2 separate regions of the Sus scrofa genome follow, and region 2 is linked to region 1. The links are chromatin contacts, called in public Hi-C maps. All regions are on one chromosome and are shown on one strand. The core of a region is the stretch at or near the end of the contact, and the rest is flanking DNA. Distances in the headings are between cores, read along the strand shown.

The links. Hi-C and Micro-C count contacts between places; a contact is called where the count stands out from the background.
Region 2: a contact with region 1 is called in a Hi-C map of skeletal muscle, with 4 times the contacts expected there. The contact joins two enhancer-like sites. A contact is called at or near these places in 2 of 47 Hi-C or Micro-C datasets (embryonic fibroblasts and skeletal muscle).

The regions. Positions count from the first base shown.
Region 1 is chr1:234,065,318-234,070,839 of Sscrofa11.1, forward strand. No RefSeq gene overlaps it. Among named protein-coding and RNA genes, the nearest start is that of TRNAV-UAC, 30 kb to the right of the region's middle. Within about 2 kb of position 3,219, at least 20 of the 83 cell types and tissues checked have an H3K27ac peak or open chromatin away from gene starts, as enhancers often do. A contact at or near this core is called in skeletal muscle, where this site is marked.
Region 2 is chr1:234,351,674-234,357,865 of Sscrofa11.1, forward strand. All of the region lies in intron 4 of LOC100524475 (transducin-like enhancer protein 1), which reads right to left. Among named protein-coding and RNA genes, the nearest start is that of SPATA31D1, 16 kb to the right of the region's middle. Within about 2 kb of position 1,293, at least 8 of the 83 cell types and tissues checked have an H3K27ac peak or open chromatin away from gene starts, as enhancers often do. A contact at or near this core is called in skeletal muscle, where this site is marked.

The sequences.
Region 1 (5,522 bases), core at 1,969-4,468:
AAATGGATAATGAATAAGGAACATGTGAGTAAGTATAGAGCTCAGAGTTGGCCTGGTGTCTGAAGATTGAGTGACTGGAAATACTGGGTTTCTGGTCAAGGGGAACATTTACAAGGACACCAAGTTATTTAAGATTTGGTTTGCTGATGTGGCATCCTGGACAGAAGCAGTTCCATCTTGGGTCTAGAAAGTTATTTCAACAAATAACTTTCATACTGGGAAGAATCTACAATAAAAGTTTCTTCTTTTTTTTTTTTTTGGCTTCATCTGTGGCACATGGAAGTTCCTAAGACAGGGATCAAACCTTCACTACAGCAGAAACCTGAGCCACAGCAGTGACAACACCAGATCCTTACTACTGCACCACAAGGGAACTCAAGTTACCTCTTTTTTAAAGAATTCTGCCTCTTTAAAAAAAAATGAGAAAACAGAGACTTCTAGCACAAAAAGACCAAACAAGTTCCTCCAAACTGAATGAGGGCCAGTGATCAGAATCTGTGCCCTCCCAACACCAATATCAACATAGAGCCCACTGCTTCCCCCACATCCCACTGCCAGCTTTCCAGTGCACCCTTTAACTTCAAAGTGAAGAATGACAAAGCCATTTACAATGTTCTTTTCTCAGTTATCATTCAGTGTGAAGAAGAGGAGAAAATAAAATTTTTGCAAGAAGTAAAAAGGATCTGCCTATGGACACCCTGAAAATCAATGATGAAGCCAGAACAACTGCAAACAAGCCTGCCTCAAGGGCCAGGGCTCTGTGCCCTGAACTCATTCTCACCTACCCAGGAGACAATCACTGTCTTTAAGGTTTGTGGGTTCCCACTTATTTGAGATGTACAAGGTGAATAGTGAAACCCTGATGCTAAAATTTCCCCCAATTATGCCTACGCCCGGCCTTGTCGAGGAACCCTGGGATCTCAGTACCTTCCCAGCTAGTGTATTTTTAAATGCAGGCTTGTTTTTTCTAGGTCATTGAGGCTAGGCCCCTGAGACCAGAGCTCCCCTCCTACAGAAGCCCTGAGTCACTGCGGGTGCTCCCTGAATAATGAGTAATCAACACCATGGTAAGTTACTTGGAACAAGGAGGAGCTGTTTGATGAGTACTACCCCCTTCTTTCAGAAAAGGAGAAAAACTCATATATTCTTTGCACTATATTATTCTCAGTTCTTTGCACTATATTATTCTCACAAGTCTCAGCACTTTTATCTAGAAATTTGAGCAGATGCATTGATTTAATCAACCAGTAGGAGGCAAAATATGTCACCTGAAATACTTTTCCCCCATTCATGTAAATGATAAAAGGATTCAAAACACAAGCACATAGGGAGCTCCCATGTGTGCAGCAGAAATAAATCTGACTAGTATCCATGAGGATGAGGGTTCAATCCCTGGCTTCGATCAGTGGGATCAGTGACTTGCATTGCCATGAGCTGCGTGTAGGTCAAAGATGCAGCTCAGATCCAGCATTGCCATGGTTGTGGCATAGGCCAGCAGCTGCAGCTCCACTTCAACCCTAGCCTGGGAATTTCTATGTGTTTTGGGTATAGCACTAAAAGCAAAAAAAAAAAAAAAAAAAAAGTACACAGAGAAACAATAAACACTTAGTCCAGTTCTTGATTTTTTTTTTTCCCTATAGGGTAAACAGACAGTCACCCAGAAATTCTAATGGCAAAACCCACTTCCCCAGTCCTGGATCTTTCTACCATGTAAACCCCATGGCAAGAGTGAGTAACACCATAGCACGGTTTGCTGGACCATCTCAGATAATGTATGTTGTCCCAGTGTAGTTACCAACAGCACCTCTGTTACTCTCAAAAGTGTCCCAGAGAAGCCAATAAATGTCACGGGCATATCACCTAAGGACTGTGTCCACCAGGCTTCTAACTAAGAGAGAAAAAGCCAAAGTGGGAAGTCACAAGTGTTTAGAGCATTAGCCCGGGACTAAGTGTTCAGAAAAACCCAAGAGCCAAGCCTTGTATTGCTGTGCAAGCTCCTCAGATTTCAGAGATATCCACAATCTAAAATAGGGAACCATTACTGATCCAGTTTATGGCCCCTGGGCAGCCATCATGGGAGCCCATCAGCTGGCCGCTCCCCCTTCTCTCCTTCTCACTGCACCTACCATTCCCATGAAACCCAAACCTTTCCAAATGAGTTTGGCTCTTGTTTTAGTTTTAGTACTACCTCCCTGAGGCCTCTCACTTTGGCAAGATTCTATAGGTTGTCGTGTTTCAGGAGTGTAATGATAAGAATCATGGCGGGGGTGGGAGGAGCAGAGAAAGAGGAGGAGGTGGGGGAGGGGCAGGGGAAGAAAAGCAAGGGGAGGAGGAGCAGGAAGAGGAGGAGGAGGAGGAAGTATTGTTAACAGCAGGACCGCTGGGACCATCAGCATGGAATGATTCAGTTTAAGCAACAAAGGCTGTTTGTTTCCTGAGCTCTCAACTGAGCAGCATTGGCTGCAACGGAAGAAAGGGATCTCTAGGGAAAGGCGGAGGCGGGGTGTTCAGCTGCCTCCCTTCACCACAGGCTGTCATCAGAGCTGGGTCAGTCCCCTCCAGAAGGAGGCCCTGAGGAGACCTGTGAGGTTGCAGGTGTCTGGGTGATTCCACCCGGGGTCACTCTCTTCCTCTGACCTCTCCCTGGAGACGCACCTCCTGGAGATCCCCACTTCTCTCCTGGAACATGAAATAAGGTTCAGGCCACCTGGATATTAGGAATCCAGCAGTGACTTGCAGCAGGTGAGAAAGTAGTAAGAAGAGCTGGGTTTTTAATACAGGCCCCAGCTCCCCCTCCTTTCCCAGGTGAAGCCCAGCCATGGTCCTCTCTCTGCACCTTCCTGAAAATGAACAGAGCTCAGCTGAGAAAGGAGTTAGTTTCTCCACTGGCCGGCTTGTGAGATGGGGGACAATACAAACAGAGCCCTCTCACCACGTCTCTGGGTGCCCAATGGCAGCTCTCATTAGTTTATGAAAGGGAGGCTCCGTATTTGATTGTAAAGAAGTCTGATTTCTTCAGAAAGAAGTAATGTCTTCCTAGAAAGAAGACGCATTACTACTCAGCCACGGGAAGCCTAGAGTACTAATTGTTTGTTCCTTGAGGTGTTTGAAGGAACAGTATACCCTGGTCACCGGAGAGCTTTCCTAGCAATTCAGTTCCCAAAGTCAGCACATCTCAATTTACGAAATAGTCTCTAGAACCGGAGGTTGGAAAATGATCATGTGGTGCTGGCCTCTCCCACACACACCAACAGCCACAAGGAAAAGTACATGACAAACACCATGTGCAGGCCCAGAGGGGAAGATGATGTCTTGTCGATGTGAACAGGCAGATTCTCCCTAAAGAAGCGCAGACTCGAGGTGACAGGTTGACCTGCCTTACACTTGAGAAATCTAAGACAAGCAACCTCTCTCAGAGCCAGAGGAAGCAGAGAACTTTCACTTCCCTTCGCTCTCCCTGCCACCTCCTCTCACTCAGTTTGAGATCAAGTACGTTCAATCCCAAAACTGAGCGTGACACTGCAGCACGGACTTTCAGAACCCCTCCCCCCAGCTTTCCGGCTGGCAGAACAGATCCTGAGCTGCCCTCTCTGGAGCACCATTCGTTACTGCACTGAACAGGCTGGGACTGCTTTCAAAAGGCAGCTGGGCCGGGGACCATGTTTCACTTCTTGACACATTAATTGGGTATGAGTCAGAGCCATAATGAAGACAAGTTTTGGTGTCTCCTGTAACTATCGTGGGAAATGCACACGCACTAGGCCCAAAAGCCACAGAGGGAGGGAGAGCCGACAGATCTGCTTTGTTTATGGGCCACACGGCCACAGATAAATGTCAGTGTCATGGATCCTCTGTGGACAGACCGACAGTTTTTTCTCCTGCTCCAAGAAGCCCTGAGATGTCACCATCTCTCACCCAGAGAGACTCATTATAACAGGAGGAAGTGGGAGGAAGCAGAAGTAAATCAAAACAAGCTGCAGAAGGAAGCTGAAAGGAGAGATATTTTGAGAGTCCATAATGGTAAATGGGAGGCAAGAGCTGGTCGTGCCGGCAAACCAGGCCATTGCACATTGAGGCTGAGACCTGCTCCCCATGTGAAGCAGTCTCAACAGTCTGCATCAAGGAGCATGACTCGAAGGTTTGCTTCAAAATAAATGACCTAGATTATCAATGTCAAAGAGGGCCATTATGCATGCATTCCTGAATTGGCCAGTTAGGCGGTGCATAAAACATGAAGGCTCCTACGTGCATTGCCACAACAATTTGAAAGACCAATTACATTTATAGGATTGTTGGTCTCTCTAGTACTCCAGCACCCTATCAGAACTTGACTTTGGTCTCCCTGCTACTGGGCTATACATGTGCAGGTCCAGCTGCTATCTCGCTGGAATTGTAAATCCCCTGGTCTGCTGTATTGTTTACAACTAGCAGGAGGCTCCAAGGGGTTCTCTGCGAGGATGCATTGACCTCATCTAGGGAAGTCACAAGGCATGCCATCTACAGGGTTTCCCCTAAGTTTCTGCTCCAGACCAAGTCCATAAATCCAGCAATGTATGAATCAAACTATACAAAGGCACAATGTCAGATAAAGACTAACTTTCTGAAAAAGGATTTTGGAGCCTCTTCCAGACCAAGACAAGAGGCTGGCCCAGGACTGGTCATCTACCTCAGTCCTGGGGTTGTGAGAAGCTGAGAGCTGGGGTGAGGCAGGTGAGGCAGGGAGGGAAGAAGAGTTTGTGTCTTTGAAGACACATAACTTGCAGTTCATTCTGAGTGTTCTGGAGTCGGATTGCCCGGTTCCAGTCCAGCTCCATTCTTTGGTCCTTTGGCAACTGAGCCCTGTCTCCTTTTCCTCTTTTATAAATGGAGACAATGAAAGTGCTTTTAACTTGTCAGAGTTAAAAAAGGTGACACAGGCAATATGCATAGAATGATTCGGGCATGAGGTAATTGCTCAGTATGTGTTAGCTCTTCTTAGGCACTGATCACATGGACTTGGTGTCTCCAAGAAACCAGAAGGTACAGGTTCTGCCCTAAATGGACTGGAATGTTAACCCAGATAGCCAGGTGACCTGAAAATGCAGTGGCACCAAGACTGACTGTTGCCTCCATCTTCTCACTCAAGACCAAGATAATAAGCTTTCTTACTGGAACTTTCCAAAGACAACAATAGCAGATGAGCACACTGAGCAGCCCCACATTCTGCTGCCAACCTTGGCATCAGACAGTGTGCGTGGGACTGGAACTGGGCTCTGAACCATGGTGATTCTGCTAAGTACCAATTAGGCCCTTCCTCAATTTTAGCAAGCACAGACTGCACAATTCAAATGCATTATCAGGCGACAAAAAGCTAAGGATTTCCTATTAACCTCAGTTGCTTATTAAACCTCCCGTCTTGAGTGCTTGCAATCTACCCTAATAACATGGTTATTTATTCCTCAGCTGTGTGCCCTTATTCATTAACTGGCATCTATTCCACATAAAGCTACCATCCTGGGAATTTCCAGGATGAAGCTGAGTCC
Region 2 (6,192 bases), core at 43-2,542, 280 kb after region 1:
TGTAAGCTGGAGTTCAGACTCGGCCTCAGGAACAGTGAACCCAGCAAGTGCCAGCAGGGCATCAAAGACTGGGAGACACTGGGATAGAAAAAAAACTTGTGTGCAGTGAGGTCAAAAGTCAAGAAAAGAGTTTTTAATCTCAAAAGCACCTTAGATCATGATTTAAATGAAATCTGGGAGGCTGGTGAAAATTTACAAAGCATGCCTCTTTGGAAAAGTTTTTAAGTATTTACAAGATGGTAAGTGCAAGGATCCTAGACTTCACTAGTGCATTAAAGAGTCACAGAATATTAGCTCAGCTATGCAGGTGGAGGCAAACAGAAATATCGTTTTAAATACAAATTATTTCTTAAACACACACACACACCTGATCATCACATCACAATACAATACACAGAGAAATCTGAGCAAGAGGAAAATAATCACCATTTCTCCAAGATAACAATCAAGCTATTTTCAGGGAAAAAGTGTGCTTTGTTAGGATAATTTATTCAAGGGTACATGGATTGACCACAAATATATATAACCTAAAGTATTTAAAGAAAAGTCCCCTATGCCCAGTCATATCAACTTGTTATTTTATTTTTTTTTATGGCCACATAAGCAGCATATGGGGAAGTTCCTAGGCCAGGGACTAAATCGGAGTCATAGCTAAGATCTACACTAGATCCTTTAACCCACTGTGCCAGGCTGGGAAATGAACTCACACCTCCTGAGCCGCTGCAGTTGGATTGTTAACCCACTGCACCACAGTGGCAACTCCTCAACTTGTAGTTTAGAAAAGATACGTTACAGTGTGCTATCTAAGATATACTGGGGAAGCGTTAAACAAGAAGGGATAAAGACACTAGGTCATGGAAGTGAGAATCGTTTATAAACCAGGGGCCACCACAAGTTACCACTCCTATCATTCACCAGTTATTACAAGTGGACAAATCAATTTATGTGCTTGTGTGTGTTTTTAGAAAGCATCCTAGATATTCTTCCATTAATTATGTGGGTTCAGGACATGTCAATTCTTGTTTCCCAGAGCACAAGCAACCAAATTTAACCCACGTATTGTGTTACACTGGTCTGCATTCGCATGGTTCCCACAGGGCTGGGCTGGCTCAATAAAGCCAGGCTCCTTCTGGAAGAACAGAATAGACTTCCTGCCATTTGGACTGTGAAACACAGTAATCCACCAGGGAATAAAGGTCAATGTTGCACTTTTGGTCATTACTGAATCATTTGAGATGATCTGCGGTGAGGATGAGAGGAAAATCGAAGGCTGTGAGAACGCTGCAAATGGCTTGACCTCAGACCAATTTCCATCTCCATCTGTCTAATAGACATGTGGATAAAAAGCCTCCCTCCTTCTGGGCTACTCGGCTGTTTTCAAATCCGAGGCACAAGCCAGGAACCAGTTAAACAATACATTAATAAGGGGAAATAACCTTCTAAGCCCCAGTCTGACACTTATTCAGGTTTTAGGTCATCAGCTCAAGTTTGGAAAGCAATTTTCCAGTCTGCAAGCAGTACTGCAAAGTAGAAATTTTAACGAATATGGAGAATCATCTGCAGTGCAGGGGCATGTGCCAAAAATCTCCTTATTTGTACATGCAAATATATGCATGCTTACACCTCCACTCCCCACCAAAAGATATCCACACAATTTCTATTACGTCTGCTAACACACACACAAAGGGGAACAGCCATTACAAAAACTGCGTGCTGCTGAAACAAGTCTCTTTTTTTCCAAGTGTCCAATTAATGCTGCTTAATCATGATTAAGGCATTTCAATCCTTAAAAACAAAATATTCCTAGGAAGCCAGAGCCTAATCCTCATTTAGGTTATGGAACAAATGTTAATATCTTGACTTTATACTAATACTCCCCTTTACCGGTTAGGACAAGCTCCTTTTTGAAGGTAATGCTGTGCCCTATATAAGTTTAGGCCCCCACAGTATATCAATGTCAAACAACATCGTGTCAAGCTAAGATTCAATTCAGGTAAGTGCCACTGCCAAATTTTCTTGTTCCCAGACGGGCTTTAAGATTATTTTATTGCTTAAAATTTAATTTGTTCCAACTCGTGTCTCCATGACAACGTTGGCTAACCCTGCAAATCATTTGGGTAATTGGATATCTTATCTTTCTATTGCTCTCAAATCGAATGATTCTGCTAGAATTGTAACAGCCAATCAAATTTACAGTCCTCCTGAGTAATAGACTTGGAAAAGTAGCCACATTCATCTCCTCTTTACAGCCATATTAGCCAAGATGCAACACACAGTAGAATCTGGTCTTCAAACTATACTCCAAATTGTAAGTGGTGTCAATACCAATACTCTCACAGTGCAAAGTCTACTCAAAAAGCCCCCTCCCTTTCATACTATTTTAATATGTGAAGCAACAATTGTTACTCATTCCATATAAACCTTGAGCAATTTCATTACTTTGAGGGAAACTGACAAGAGTAATTCCACATGCTAATCAGAAAAAAATAATAATAAAATAAAAATCACAGCTTTTGGGGGGTATTTGACCTTGTGACTTTGACCTTTAGGTATTTAACATGACCACACCAATGGCTACACAAGATGACGACGACATACCAACACCTGTTTGCAGCTCTTTAAGATGGGTAAACCACATCTGATTCATTGTAAGAAATAAGAATGAATACATATTTCACAACCAGTTCAAAAATCACTATTCCCTTGAAGAAATGCACAGCTAAAATGTGACATCCCCTTATATTTCACTTAATTCATGAATATCACAGCATCCAGCGTAGTCAATTATGGAATACAGAGTTCTTAAAAGATTCACAAGTCAGCAGTTCCACTCTTGAGTTAGTGGTATGATTTTGGCCTTTGGTCAGCTAAAAAGTACAGAAGTTGGACACATTTCAGGAGTCCACTTCCAACCTTCTCAGTAGCTGTGCAAGGAGATTTGGCTCCTTGGGAGCTCAGGGCCCAGGCACTGTAAGAGAGCCAGCCGGCTTACAAATGGAAAAGGCTCCAGAACCCTGGCCAACTGGCAGGCAGAGGGAGTTGTCAGGAACCTCGTGCTTCGCCTACAGACACTCAGAAGACTTCAGGACCACTTCCCAAGCTAAACACAAAGAGGCAGCAACGTGGAGCTTCTCTGCACACTGATGTCAGCAGGTGGCAGAGCTTCTAAGCAACTGTGGGAGCAGGTACTGGCACCATTTGTCAGAGCTGTGCCCTCTTTCATCCCAAATACTTACAGAAAAGTTGCTACTGCATCGTGCTTGGCAATGAGTCAACTGCCTAAACCCTGTACATCCAATCCCAAAGGGCTCTGCTTTCTTCCCTCCTGTAAGGTTTTTTTTTTTCCCCTGTTTCCTCAACTATTAGCACATAAGCAGCAGCTGTGAATCGAGAGGCCACAGAAATCTCAAGCCCATGGAGCACACAGAGAATACTGCAACCCAACTATCCAAACTTTGCCCCCACTTCACAAGTTTTCATAGCCAAAGAAACCTGTATGTATGCACAGGTCATCAAGGTGTGCGATTGTTTTTTCTTACCAAACACAGCAAAAACAGCTTTTTTGTTTTTCCCCCCTAAGGATAACAAAAATCTCTCTTCAAATTCAAAGTTAGATTTGCCACATTACATTAAAAAGAAAAAAATTGGAAACACATCTCCTATCCTTTATTCTGCCAAAACTCGGAATAAAAGGAACCAAATCCTCTTTGTTGGTCTTTGTTGTTCATCCATCCTCTTAAACAAAAAAACTCAACCCAAGGCTATTCTCACTGGTGGTTGTATTAACTACTTAAGGCTGTTGCCTTCCAAGGGCACATTTTCCTGTTTGGCTTAAATAAGGCATCTTAATTCCTCTAGATTCCTTAGACAACAGAGGCTGCCAATAGGGGCTTAAAAAAAGAAAAAAAAAAAAAAGTTTCCTTTTGAGCTGAAATAAATGCTTCTGATCTTAGAAGGAAACAAATTTAAAAACCCTGTCATTGAGAGGAAATAGTGAAAAGTGAACAGTTCAGACGCAGGAAGGAAGGAAACTGGGCTTGGAAAAACAAGATGGAAACATGGCCTAGAATTCCGACAACGGGGTACAGTTTTAAAGGGATCAATGATAGAGTCAGATAACAGATTTCCAAGAACAGCTGTCCCTGAGCAGGACACATCAGTCACTCAATCGTGATAACACCCCTATCCAGCAGGTGCCTAACCTTCTAGCCTGGTTTTTCCTTTGCAAGGAGGAATAATTAATATCCACACAAAGGGAGGCTGGAAGGATTTACAGAGAGCTTCTACAGCAATTCCTACGGCACGAGGAGCTCAATGGATGGACTACAACTACTGACTCTTAGGTTCCCAATAAGCTTACTCTACAATAATAAATCCAAGAAGCTGACTTTTGAAAGCCAAAGAGCTGAAACAGACAAACTATCTGAAAACCATGCAGTCACCTGTAGCTGCAGGCTGGATGTGGGATTGGACACCCTTCCTCCCTCCTGGTGGCCCATCCATTATTCTCTCCATACCAGACCAGGATACAGATCAATGCTAAGACCCCCTTTCCTAAACCGAAAGCGACCTTTTTATTTTCACCCACTAATCCATAGACGCCTTTCAAATGGCACAAATAAAGGCGGCTGCATTTTGTTCTCTAAATCAATTTTCTCCCCAGCCATCAACTAGATGTTCCTGCACAGAGAAAGAACAGCCCTTCCCTTCTAATTCAAAAATCCATACTGCCACTGCCCTTGCAAACTGCTAAACAAGCAGTATCGGCAAGTCACTTGTGTTCTGTAATATATTTACTGCAAATCCCAATGGCTCACCTCCTAATGCAGTTTTCTATTGTGTCTGTGTGTGTCAATACACTGGCCGGTCACCTTACTTGTAAGGGGCTCTGCGAGGCTGTTTGCTCAAGGCATCAAGAGGGCGCCTCGGACAAAGGCTGTGTTTCTGGAGGCCCCGGCCTTGGAGAGCCTCCTCCGCACGCTGAGGTCCTCAAAGAGGTTTTCTTTACTGGTCCTTCACACCCCTGTACCACCCACGGCCTCTGAGACAGCTTCAATTCTCCACTGGGACAGTTTCCACTCACGCAAAGCTCAAAATCGCAGTCCTTTTGCACCAAGACTTCCCAGTTTCCACCTTACCAACACTAAAGCTGTTCCTCCAACAAATACAGGGATAGCATCTTAAAGGTGCCTTTTCAAGGGCCAAAAGGTAGGAGGGCTTGGGAAGGAAGGGGCATCTGGCTTTTCTAAGTCTAAACCTCTGCTTTAAGGTGACAGCTGAAAAAGCAAGCAGCCTAACACCATGTAATGGTGGATCACTTAGTACAACCACACCAAAAACACAAAGGGCAAGTCTAGGAGGCAAATGCTATTAAAAAAAAAAAAAAAAAAAAAACACCTGTTCGGATGGGATTCTTGAAATGTCCCTGGAGAAACTCCCCCTTTCGTGTGCATCAGTCTAAAATGGGTTGGGTTGCTAAAAGAAAGGCTTGAATTATTTCTTTATCTTTTGGGGAAGGGGGAGGGCAAAAGCTCTGTGCAAGATATATGACAGGCAGATATTACAATATGTTACTTTACAGATTCCTGGTATCAAAGAGGTAGGTATAAGACAAGGTGTTCACTGTACATTTCTTTCTCCTTTTCTGTATATTTGAAATTCTTCATAATAATACATTGTGGGGGAAGGGACTCTGTAAAGACTAGAAGTAAATAATTAATGTGTATAATCAGCATTATTAAGAAACTGACTAAGTCAAGGTCAGTGCCTTTGGAGAACTTATCTACAACATTATTAGTGGCTGTGGTCATCCTTAGGAGATAAGCAGTGCTTCCTGGGCAGTGATGCATGTACCTCCTTAATTCATAAGGAAACCCAGGCCTCGGCAACATGCTACTTCTGCTTTTTCTCTCTTTCTCTTCTATTACAAACCCAAATCTATTGCTAAAATTAAACTCCCCATTGAGGAGTGGGAGTTCTCACTGTGGCACAGCAGAAATGATTCTGACTAGTAACCATGAGATTGCAAGTTCGATCCCTGGCCTTGTCCAGCAGGTTAAGGATCTGGCGTTGCCATGAGCTGCAGTGTTGGCTGCAGACTCAGCTCGGATCCTGCATTGCTGTGGTTGTGGCTAGGTGGGCAGCTGTAGCTCCGCTTCAACCCCTAGCCTGGGAATCTCCACATGCCACCAG